Regions from separate parts of the Oryctolagus cuniculus genome. Here region 2 is linked to region 1. The links are chromatin contacts, called in public Micro-C maps. All regions are on one chromosome and are shown on one strand. Each heading gives the region's core, a stretch centred on a gene start, on an enhancer-like site or on the middle of the called end of the contact. The rest is flanking DNA. Distances are from core to core; before and after follow the strand shown. Region 1 holds the start of LOC108176864. Region 2 holds the start of HOXD8 (homeobox D8).

Region 1 (4,530 bases), core at 1,007-3,506:
AGACACAAAGTACTTATAAAATTGAGCTGTCACTCTGTAGAATAAAAATTAATATGCTCCCCTTGATTCTTGCATTTGGGCATAAATTCCCATATGTAAAACACTCAGAAATTTGGACAGCCAAGATCTGAGCCCTTTGCTGTGACAAGCTGTGTATCTCTTGCGGTAAAAGACAAAGCACACAGACCATCAGTAATAATCCGAAGGAAGGAGGAATGTTTACTCAGAGCCTATCATTACTTCCTTTCTTAGTTCTGCAACTCTGTTAAAGAATTCACTTGAAAAAGAGAGGGAAGAAAAACTGCCTGAAATTTTCAAATGGAAAACACCATTAAAAGAGAAAAACGGCTTCCCAAATAGTCTCAACACATAATTTTTTAAAGGGATGGGTGCAAGCCCTCATCAGCTCCTCTCAGAACCAGACCATCACAGGCACACAGCAGACGGCTGGACCAGGAGCAAATGACTTACAAAGAACAAAATCGCTCCCTGGAAGCGGAAATCAAAGAGCCCCCAGGAGCTGCCCTGTGTAGCTCCAAATGGGACAGCACGTATGTGTGCGGTGGGGGAGATCCAGAGAGAGGCACGCGCTTCCCAGGGGTCGTTTGAAACAAGGACAGATTACCCAATACGAACGTGATATACTGGAACATGAGACACACACACACACACACATACACATGCACACACATGCACACACACGTGCACATGCGTTCTTGCGGAAAATACTGCCAAAGTCCTTTCAAAGTCAAAGTTTCAACAAACACGTGCTATAGACAGAGCCACAGTAATTTCACAGTCACTCCATCTACGAGTCCATTCCTCATTGTTTTGTTTTGTTTTGTTTTGTTTTGTTTTTCCCCATCACTTTGGCACACTACTTAGGGAATAACAGAAAAAGAACTAGGAAGCTGGAGACTGAAAATTTAGTTATAAAACGAAGCCACCCACCTTGCTTTCAGGGTCAGGACATACAATGATCTCCTTTTGCAGCAAGCATGGACTTAACACCAGTGTGTTAAGTGATCCTGAATCTAGTTAAAAGAAAAAGAAAAGAAATTGTAAAGAATTAAAAGCTGCAAAATCTCAGTTCTTCTCATAGCATGTCTTACCAAAAATTATAATAGTAAAAAAAAAAAGTTAAAATAAAAGCAGCATGCTGTGGCTCTCTGGTTCAGGCAGAAAGCAGAGAACTCAAGTCCTCATTCCCCTGTTTTGCAAAACAAAGTAAAACCAAAAAGCAAGGGCAAAAGGTGTTGTCTGGCAGGAGGAAAAGGACCTGAACACACCTGGAGCCCTTCTGGGTCCCTCCCAACGCCTTCAGCACTGGCTCTGGAAGCCGCCCGGCTCAACACCAATGTCACCATCGCCTGCTTAAATGCCACAAAAGTGCACTTAGAAAGGAGAGGAAAGTGACTGACACGGAGACGCTGAACCAGCCCCACCGCCACTAGAGCAGCCTTAAATGCCCACACAAGGAGAATAAAAAGAAAAGCACACTTTGCAATAGAATAAATTCTTTTTTTTTTATTGAGACGGCGGAAAGTCACATGACCCTGCATGTAGCCTTTTAGGAAAGCAACCGAAATGGCAAAGACGCGAGTGGGGGCTGCCGCCCGCCTTCTGCCGCCTCGCCTCGCAGCCCATCCAGCCGCGGGCCGCATTCTTCTGGGCGCATCTGTGGAGCTATTAAGTGGGATAATCCCTCTGGCCTTTGATACATTTCTGGACATGATTATTTCATTACTCGCAGTATATCAGTAGGATCATAATAAAAAGGACTTCTGACAACCTGCCAAGAGTTTTGTGGCCTTGTAAACACAAAAGTGCTCTAATAAAATTTTATTAAGTGTTAAAAAGTCATAAAAAGTGAAATAACATAAACTACAAAATTTACTGTCCTCAGCAAATGCTGAAAATATCGTCCACAGTAAAATTAAATTAGCATGTAATAGACAGAGAAGCAGTGTGGAGTGGATTTAAAAGAGGATCCAGGGGGAAAAAAATGACACTGTAACCCAATCAGGGTCACGGGGATTTAATTCGGATTTTTCCCCCTAAATGTGAATGAATGTGCTGAGTCCAGACAAGAGCTCCGGGGTTACTGGAGTCTCACACATTGTCAATACTTCGGAAGAAATAATATATTGCAGATTGTAATGAGCGCGGGGAGAGCCGGCGCGCGTCGCGGGGCGCGGCGAGCGGAAGGGCGTCCGCTAGGGCGCGCTGCGAGACCGGGAATCCCCGCACGGGCGCCCACGCCGCTCGCCCCGCGCCCGCAGCCGCGCGGGCCTCGCCCTGGCCGCCCCCCACCCCAAGTCCTAGTTACAGTTAGGGTTGGTGTGCGAGCGCGCGCGCCGCGTGTGTTTTCCTCTGCAGTGACATTTTCTCCAAATCAAAAGAAAATGAAGTGTAAGTTGAGCCTTGCTGCAGGCGGCCCTAGATCTCGGCTTTCAGATTGGGGGTTCGGGAGTGGGAAGCTCTGGGCTGGGCGATGCTACACCCCGGGGGTCAGGGTGGGGCGCGCAGGCGAGCGCCCCGGGACTGGCCAGCCCCGCCCCAGGGAAGTCGAGGAACGAGCGCGGCCGACGCCCGGCTGGTTCAAGTGCGTTTGGGGTGGACGCGGCAGCTCCCGGAGCGAGTTCTCCGCTGCCCAGCCCCCACCCCCGGGTCCGGAGTTCAGCGTGCACCGCTGCCCTGGGCGCCCCTCTCCGCGGGTCCCTCAGCCCCGCTGGGCCGCCCGCCTGAGGCTCGAACCCTCGCGCCTCGCTCTGGGTGGTTGCTGAGGGGCGCGCGGGCGGGCACCTGGTTCCCGCCGTGCCCTGGCGCGGCCCACGCCCACGCTGGGGGGGAGGTCACCCCCGAGCCCATCGTGGAAGCTTCACCCGGGGAAGAAGCCCCAGTCCGCTCCGCGCTGTTCCGAGTGGCCGCTGGACCCGGCAGGAAGCGGCTGGAACGCCCGCGCGCGCCCTTGCCGCCGGCCTTGGCTTTGCTGACGAGAGCGGCTCCCGCGCCCGTCTCGCCTCCCCTCCCCCACGGGCCCGCGCAGGTTGGTAACGAGGGGTGCGAGCTCGGAAAAGTATTTCCTCGAGGGAGAAAGGCGTTGCTCACGGTGCCCGGGGCTGGGGAGAGGGGCGCATTTTTTTGGGCCAGAGCTCACCCGCGTGCCAGGTCGTGTGTGCAGGTCCCCAAGCGGCCAACGCTGCGTCTGGAGCGTCGCTAGCAGTGGGCGAGGTAGAAGTTGGGGAAGTCGGAAATTTGCCGGCAGGGACGCGTCTTGCAGCGTGCTTTTCTTCAGGGCTGGCCAGGCTTCTAAACTACTTTGAAGAAGTAGCTATTTTTTTTTTTTTTTTTTGCCAGAAAGTAAATATTTTTAAAATAAGTCCGTCAGGAAATCCTAGAGGCGCCACGTGTAGGTGGCAGCCTGAGGCTGTCGGGGTGCCCGTGGCGGCTGCGCGCCTGTGCACCGGCTCCCAGCCACCAAGGGGGTACGGTGAGGGTGCCGAGGCGCTGTCCCAGGGCAGACGGAGCCTCTGGGGGGCTCTGGATAAGCAGGGTCCACTGGATGTTTCCAGCCTGAAATGATCAATTTACTGTTGAAATTGCTTGCCGGTGTTTTGGAACTTTTTTTGTGGTCAAAAGTTGGGGGGGGGGAGTTTAACAGTTTTATTATTATTATTTAAATCTCCTTATTGTCATTTGTAAAGTTCTGGGTTGAATTTGAAATAGCCTGGAGCAGGGAGGTTTTCAAAAAGCCAACAGATACAATTGAATGTGCTTTGACGTTCGCCGTCCTAGACGGAAAGCCGATCAAGACGAATTAAAAGGGATGGAGATACAGAATAAGATGCCACTTTGCCGCCTCGAACCTGCCTCCCGGGATCGGGCAGCAGGCGCTGCCGCCTGCCCCTCAGCCTCTGAACGCCCAGAGCAGTCATGAGGGTCAGCGTTGCCTTTGAACGTGTGTTTATGGGAGGACAGAAGCCAATGTTTCCCTGCCTGGGCTTTTCTCAATGGTTCGGTTTTGCATTAAAGAATTTATGATAAACATTTCTGCATTGATTTATGGATTTCAGGAGGAGACTTGGTGCTTGTATGATGTTGCTCGGAGCTCACATTTCGGGCTGAAGTTCATAAGTCCTTCAAAAAGTATTTTCGCAAGTATGGAAACATCGCAACTATTAGTTTTGACTCTCTCCAGCTAGATCCGTGAGTGTGGTTGTTTTCCCTAATTTTTAAATAAGATTAATGTAACCCCTTCAAGGATTGGAATGGAGAGAAGAGGATTTCCAAGTCTATCTAAAATTGTACAATAAAAACATTTGTGTCAAGAAACTGGGGGACTTACACATTTTAATTGAATGTAAAAACATGTTTTAAAGTGGTTCTGCCAAGCCATTTGTCCCTCTTCAAAAAAATTAAAAACTCAGACACTATTTTTATCCAACAGAAGTGGGGTAGTCAAGCATACAAATACTATCAGTGTAACATTCGGTTCTGTAAAGGTAGTAGATACTCTTAATGTATCCT
Region 2 (5,096 bases), core at 261-2,760, 550 kb after region 1:
ACTGTGGCTACACAAGAAGGAAAAGGAGGGGGAGAGGGAGAGGAAAGGGGAGTTTTAAAGCTAGAACGTGAGATGAAAGCAGATTTCTCTCCCTCTCCCCGCTTAAAAAAAAAAAAAATGCATCCCAACCTTGTGGTCTCATCCAGGGAAACATTTGAGAAGGAGACGAGCTCTGATTTAAGTGGTCTGGGTCCTCGCCAATATTACCACTGGACGATTTACAGTCAGGATATTGTACCAGCTCGGCCTCTTGCTGGGTCGTAAAAATCGGCTGTCTCTGTAAGTTATCGTATCCGTAAAACTTCGCGGGCTCCCCGTGACAGGCAATCCCGCCGCAGGGGGGAGGCGGCGGCGGAGGCGGAGGCTGCGGGGGGGCGGCCTGGTAGGCAGCGGCCGCGCTGCCCCCGCCGGGGTGGAAGTAGTCCTGGCCGGGGCCCGGGCCCGGGCCGCCCCCGGGCCCAGCGGGCGGCGGGGACGGGTGCGGGTGCGCGTGCGCCTGCGGGGGCGCGTGCGGGAAGCCGGCCGCGCTGTTGCCATAGAGCTGCAGGGCGGCGTGGCGGCCGCCGACCTCGGGCGCGAAGTGACAGTCGTAGTAAGAGGGATTGATGGCCTCGCCCGCCGCCGCCGCCGCCGCTGCGGCCGCCGCCTTGTACTTGGAGTACAGCGGGTTCACGAAGTACGAATTCATCCGGGCGACGGCGAGGGCGGCGGCCGGGGCCGAGCGGGCAGCGAGCGCGTCTGGGCTCGGCCGCACTGCCGCGGGGGCCGCTGGGGCCGCGAGGCTACGTCGCTGCCGCCGCCGCCGCCGCTGCTGCCGCCCGCCCGCCCGCGTCGCCTCTGAGGCCCGGCAGCCGCGGGCGCTCGACTACTGGGCGTTCATGCCCAGCGCTCGCGCCCGCCGCCCCGGCCTTGCGCCGCCTCCCTCGCGGGTCGCGGGGCCTCGCCCAGCCCCCGCGCGCCACCGCCCGCCCGGCCTCTCCCGGCGCGCGCCGGCTCGGCCGCAATATAATCGCCGACGCCCCGGGTGACCTGCCCCGCTGCCTTCACTGTTTCCTCTCAGGCACCAGGCGGCCCTAGCGCACCGGGACAAGAAAAAAAAAAAAAAAAAGTGCGCCCGGCCCACGGGGACACACTCTGGCTTCGGCTTACAAACCCCCACTCTGGAGGGAAAAGCAAAAAAAAAAAAAAAAGCACAACGCGCTCTGCCCGCCGCCGCCCCTCACCTCGCCCCCCCCGCGGCCCCCTCCCAACACTCGCGCCGCCACCGCCACCGCCGCCGCCGCCGCCGCGGCGGCTGCAGCCCCGGTGCGCGCCGACGAGGCATTTTCGCACCACGCCGCTCGAGCAGAGGCGGCGAGATGGGGGCGAGATAGGCGCGCGGAGGGATCCGCGGCGGCGAGCGGCGACGCCCGACGGGACGGCTCACGCCAGCCCGAAGATGCCTCCGCCGGCCTTAAAGGGGGCCCATAAAGCTGCACTGCCAAGGGCTGGCTTTGCCCCGGGCCCGAGAGGACGCGGGCCGCAGGCGGCGGGGAGGGGGCGCGGCGGAACCTTAGACTTGGGGGAGCCAGGGAGGCCACACCCAGGAGGCTGCGGAGTCCAGGGCTCCCTCCCAGAGCCGCTGGAACGGCCTAACAGATTGGCCGTGGCTTTCGCATCTGTGGCCACGCGCGCGCAGCGCAGGGAAGAGGGACAGGCGGTGTTGATGGACCGGACCGTGCGTTTGTTCGGGCCTATCTAAGTGGTTTGATGAAAGGCCGCAAGCGTGACCCCAAATCCTGGCGTTATCAAAGCCCTGCTTTTCCAGCCGAGTGGGCCCTGTGGAAATGAGATGTACATTTTACCCTTGACGCACTGCATGCCTGGCTGAGGCTCCCAGGTTAATTGATATTTAATGGAAATCATGTCCATGAATATAGTTTCCATCATTTCACCCTTGGTGGACGTCAGTACCAGGCGCAGGGCGGGAGGCTGGAGAATGCGGGCGGGGGTGGAGGGTGGAAACATTAGCATTGCCGAAGGAGTAAACACAAGAGGGGACAGAAATGTTGCCAGGCGGGAAGGGGGACCCACGCCGGTGTGGGTGGCATTGCCTTGGGCGCGACGTGTGGCTCCCGGGGCTCCGCGGACCTGCGCAGGCTGGGGGGGCCCGAGGCCCGCCCGTGCACCCGCGGAGCCCTGGGGCCGGCGTGCGGATCACGCCGGTTCCAGGCAGCGGCGGGCGGCCCCATCTCCCGCGAACAGCCTCGCCTGGGAAACAGCTGCCGAGAGAGCGGGCGCGGGCCTCAGCCTGAAGTTACCCCTTCTTCCGAAATAAAAAGATGCGCCCTAGGGCAGAGAAGCGGCCCGGGGCTGGCGGGCCAGTCGAGCGTGACTCGGCCAGGTGCTCCCAGTTTTCGCCGCTCTCCCCAAGCTGCCTGGCCTTCCGCCGCGCACGGGCTCCCCAACACACTCTTCTCTCTCCTCCTGTTTTCATGTCCAATAAATGCAGTGAGTCTTGGTTGTGCGTGTGTGTGTGTGTTTCCTCGCCTACTCGGGCTATTTCGTGGGTTCTTGAGCGCGCGGGGTGAAGTGTGGAAGCTCTGAGCCCCTCTTCCACGGAGATCACCCAGCGACGTGAGGGTGCCAGGCTTCTGGCCTGTCCTTGGGCACGGATCTGGCAGCCACGCCCGAGCCCTACGGGGGCGCTCGGGCTTCAGCTTAGCGCGCCACGACGGCTCTCCACGCCAAACGCGGGCGTCTGGCACCGCGGCCGGTCCCCAGGACGCGGCGGGCGAGCGCCTCCACCCAGCCCTCGTGCCCTGGGGGCCGGCCCTGCCCGTGCACGCGCGGCTGAGGTCGGAGCGGGCGGACTGATTATTTTTACACGTGGAGAAAATAAGGTCGAGAAGCAAAGGCATAGCGAGGACATAACGTGTCTGAATCAGTAATCTGCACAGGGAATGGCTGGAAGTGGCGAAGGTAAAGCTAAGACATCTGAGAAGATAAAAACATGCCTCACTGAATTCCTAAGTTACTACAGAGGGTGTGCGAAAGACTGTGATGGGGGTGGTGGAGGGCAAGGTTGGTGTTCTGTTTGCTTTTTGTTTGGGTTTTCCTGCAGGTTGTCGCCAGGTAAACTGTCTTTTAAGTCCTGACGGAACGAACTGATTCTGACAGTTAAGGATTTGTACTTGGACTTTGCAAATACCCAATTAATAGATTACTATTTTCAATAAAGCCTTTGGAGCTCACTTTGTAGTTGTGACTTTTTCTTTCGCTGTTTGTCTCCCGGTGTGCGAGAGGGTTTGGGAATGAAATGGGAAACAAACGGAACTGAGCTCAGATCTCAAAGCTACAGCGCACCTTCTAGAACTGCGAGGTTCCTGGGGCTGGGGTAAGACACCCAAACACCTTAAAATTCCTATCTACACATTCAGGCCTAATTCAGAAAACATTACCACACAACAATTCCTCTTCCAGCAAAAACAGTTTCTTTAAATTATTTAAGCGTCCTGTCTACAGTATTTATCGAAAAAGAGCACGACTTACTTCGTAAATAAAGACGTACGCTTTTACACATTTCTGTTTTGATAGAATGCATTGATTTACTATAACGTTTTATAGTTTCAGATGTGCTATAATCCAAATTTTCTGAAATCCCAACTGAGCCAAAATTTTATGCCTAACAAACACGACTGGAGAATTTAATAGTGCACACTTGTTTATTTTTTGGTTAAATTTATCCTAATTTGGGATTAAAAATAAGATTGTAAGTATTTTTAATCAAAACCTTACTCCGCCGCAAGTCCAGCTTTACGAGATCAGACAGTGGAGCAATAGCGCTCTCTAGTGGCCAAATGCCAACTCGAGCCCACTGAGTAACTTCCCCTTTTATTTGGCTCAAACCAATTCCAGTCTTGTTCTCTAGTTTGACTGGGGCTTGGACCGCTGACACTAATAATGCTTCATCTATTTGATTGTCAACAAGTCAAGTGCAGCAAACAGACTCCTGAATGCCGAGGATATTCTCATTTGTGCTCCCTAGAGCTTCCAGTAGCGACTTTTCCAAAAGCTTTCAGCCCTTCTTTTGCCAGACACCAGTAGAGCTCCATTCTATAATCAGCCAGCTGTGCCTTTTAAGCACAATTATAGGACAAGCTAGATTTAACAAAAATCACAAGTTTCTAAATATCAACTTTAGAGAGACTTTTTTTTTTTTTCAGAGAAGCCAGGCACTTTGACAACTCCCCCCCCCCAAAAAAAAGTGATAGAAGTCAAACATTGCATTTTATGTTTTCCTTTAAAGCTGTTGCTCTTCACACTAAATCATGAATATGTGCTTTATTAATTTTGTAATTTTAATAGCTTGGACCATTTAGCTGGGCAATTTGAGAGGGATCGAAGCCAAAGACGAAGCTTTCCGCTGCATCTCTGAATGGCTATTGGAAAGTCCCTGTTTAGCTTGAGTTAGTTTGAATCTATGAACAATAAATGGGATTTTAAAATTTTATATCAAAAGTCACCGACTGAACTGAATTGACTAAGCATTCCGCTTGAATTTTTCTTTTAAAAATAGCGGTTTAGATGCTTCCTGTGTGGTTAATCTTTTCTCTTATTTTAGAAAATACTTTCTGCCAGTTCAGGTGTAACGATTGTATTTTTATAAGAGAATAAATATAATTTTCAACCATATTTTTTGCTGCGAAGTTTGGAATGGAAGGCTGGATATTTCTGGGACAAGGCAGATGCTTCCTCCCCCCCACACCCTACCCCATCGAATATGGGAAGCTCTCCTCCAAGTAAGCGACTTAAGATCTTCCTACTCCTGGGTTTACAGGCCGATTTTTTAGAGAACAAGCGAGACCCCGTGCCTTACGCAAAAAATTATCAAGAGGCTCCCTCCCTGGGCTACTTCCCAATACCTGGCGTATTTTAAAAAGGAGAAAGACATCGTCTCCTCCTTCCTACCTCTCATTTTTATTTCTGAGGCGCCTACACCTCACCCAGGGGCGCCTAAGCCCCTGCGCCTCCTTGGTCCTACGCAGTCTCTCGTTGATATTTTATTGTCCAGATTTTAAGACCCAGTTTTGTCTGCGTTTTTCCTTCTCCCTCAC

Evidence for each region. A called contact is a pair of places that touch in the nucleus more often than the background predicts.
Region 2: a contact with region 1 is called in a Micro-C map of ear pinna, with 5 times the contacts expected there. The contact joins the promoter of HOXD8 here to the promoter of LOC108176864 in region 1. A contact is called at or near these places in 6 of 6 Hi-C or Micro-C datasets (ear pinna, embryonic fibroblasts, liver and 3 more).

Annotation. Positions count from the first base shown.
Region 1 is chr3:64,551,712-64,556,241 of mOryCun1.1, forward strand. It overlaps LOC108176864, which reads left to right and starts at 2,257. Exons shown (of 2, transcript XM_017342949.3): 1 at 2,257-3,049; 2 at 4,077-4,530. The coding sequence starts at 2,495. The coding sequence ends at 4,205. It overlaps LOC103348788 (a long non-coding RNA gene), which reads right to left and starts at 3,295. Exons shown (of 12, transcript XR_011387242.1): 1 at 3,161-3,295; 2 at 952-1,034.
Region 2 is chr3:65,100,547-65,105,642 of mOryCun1.1, forward strand. It overlaps HOXD8 (homeobox D8), which reads right to left and starts at 1,511. Exons shown (of 3, transcript XM_017342946.3): 1 at 130-1,511. The coding sequence starts at 688. It also overlaps a transcript of HOXD11 not described here.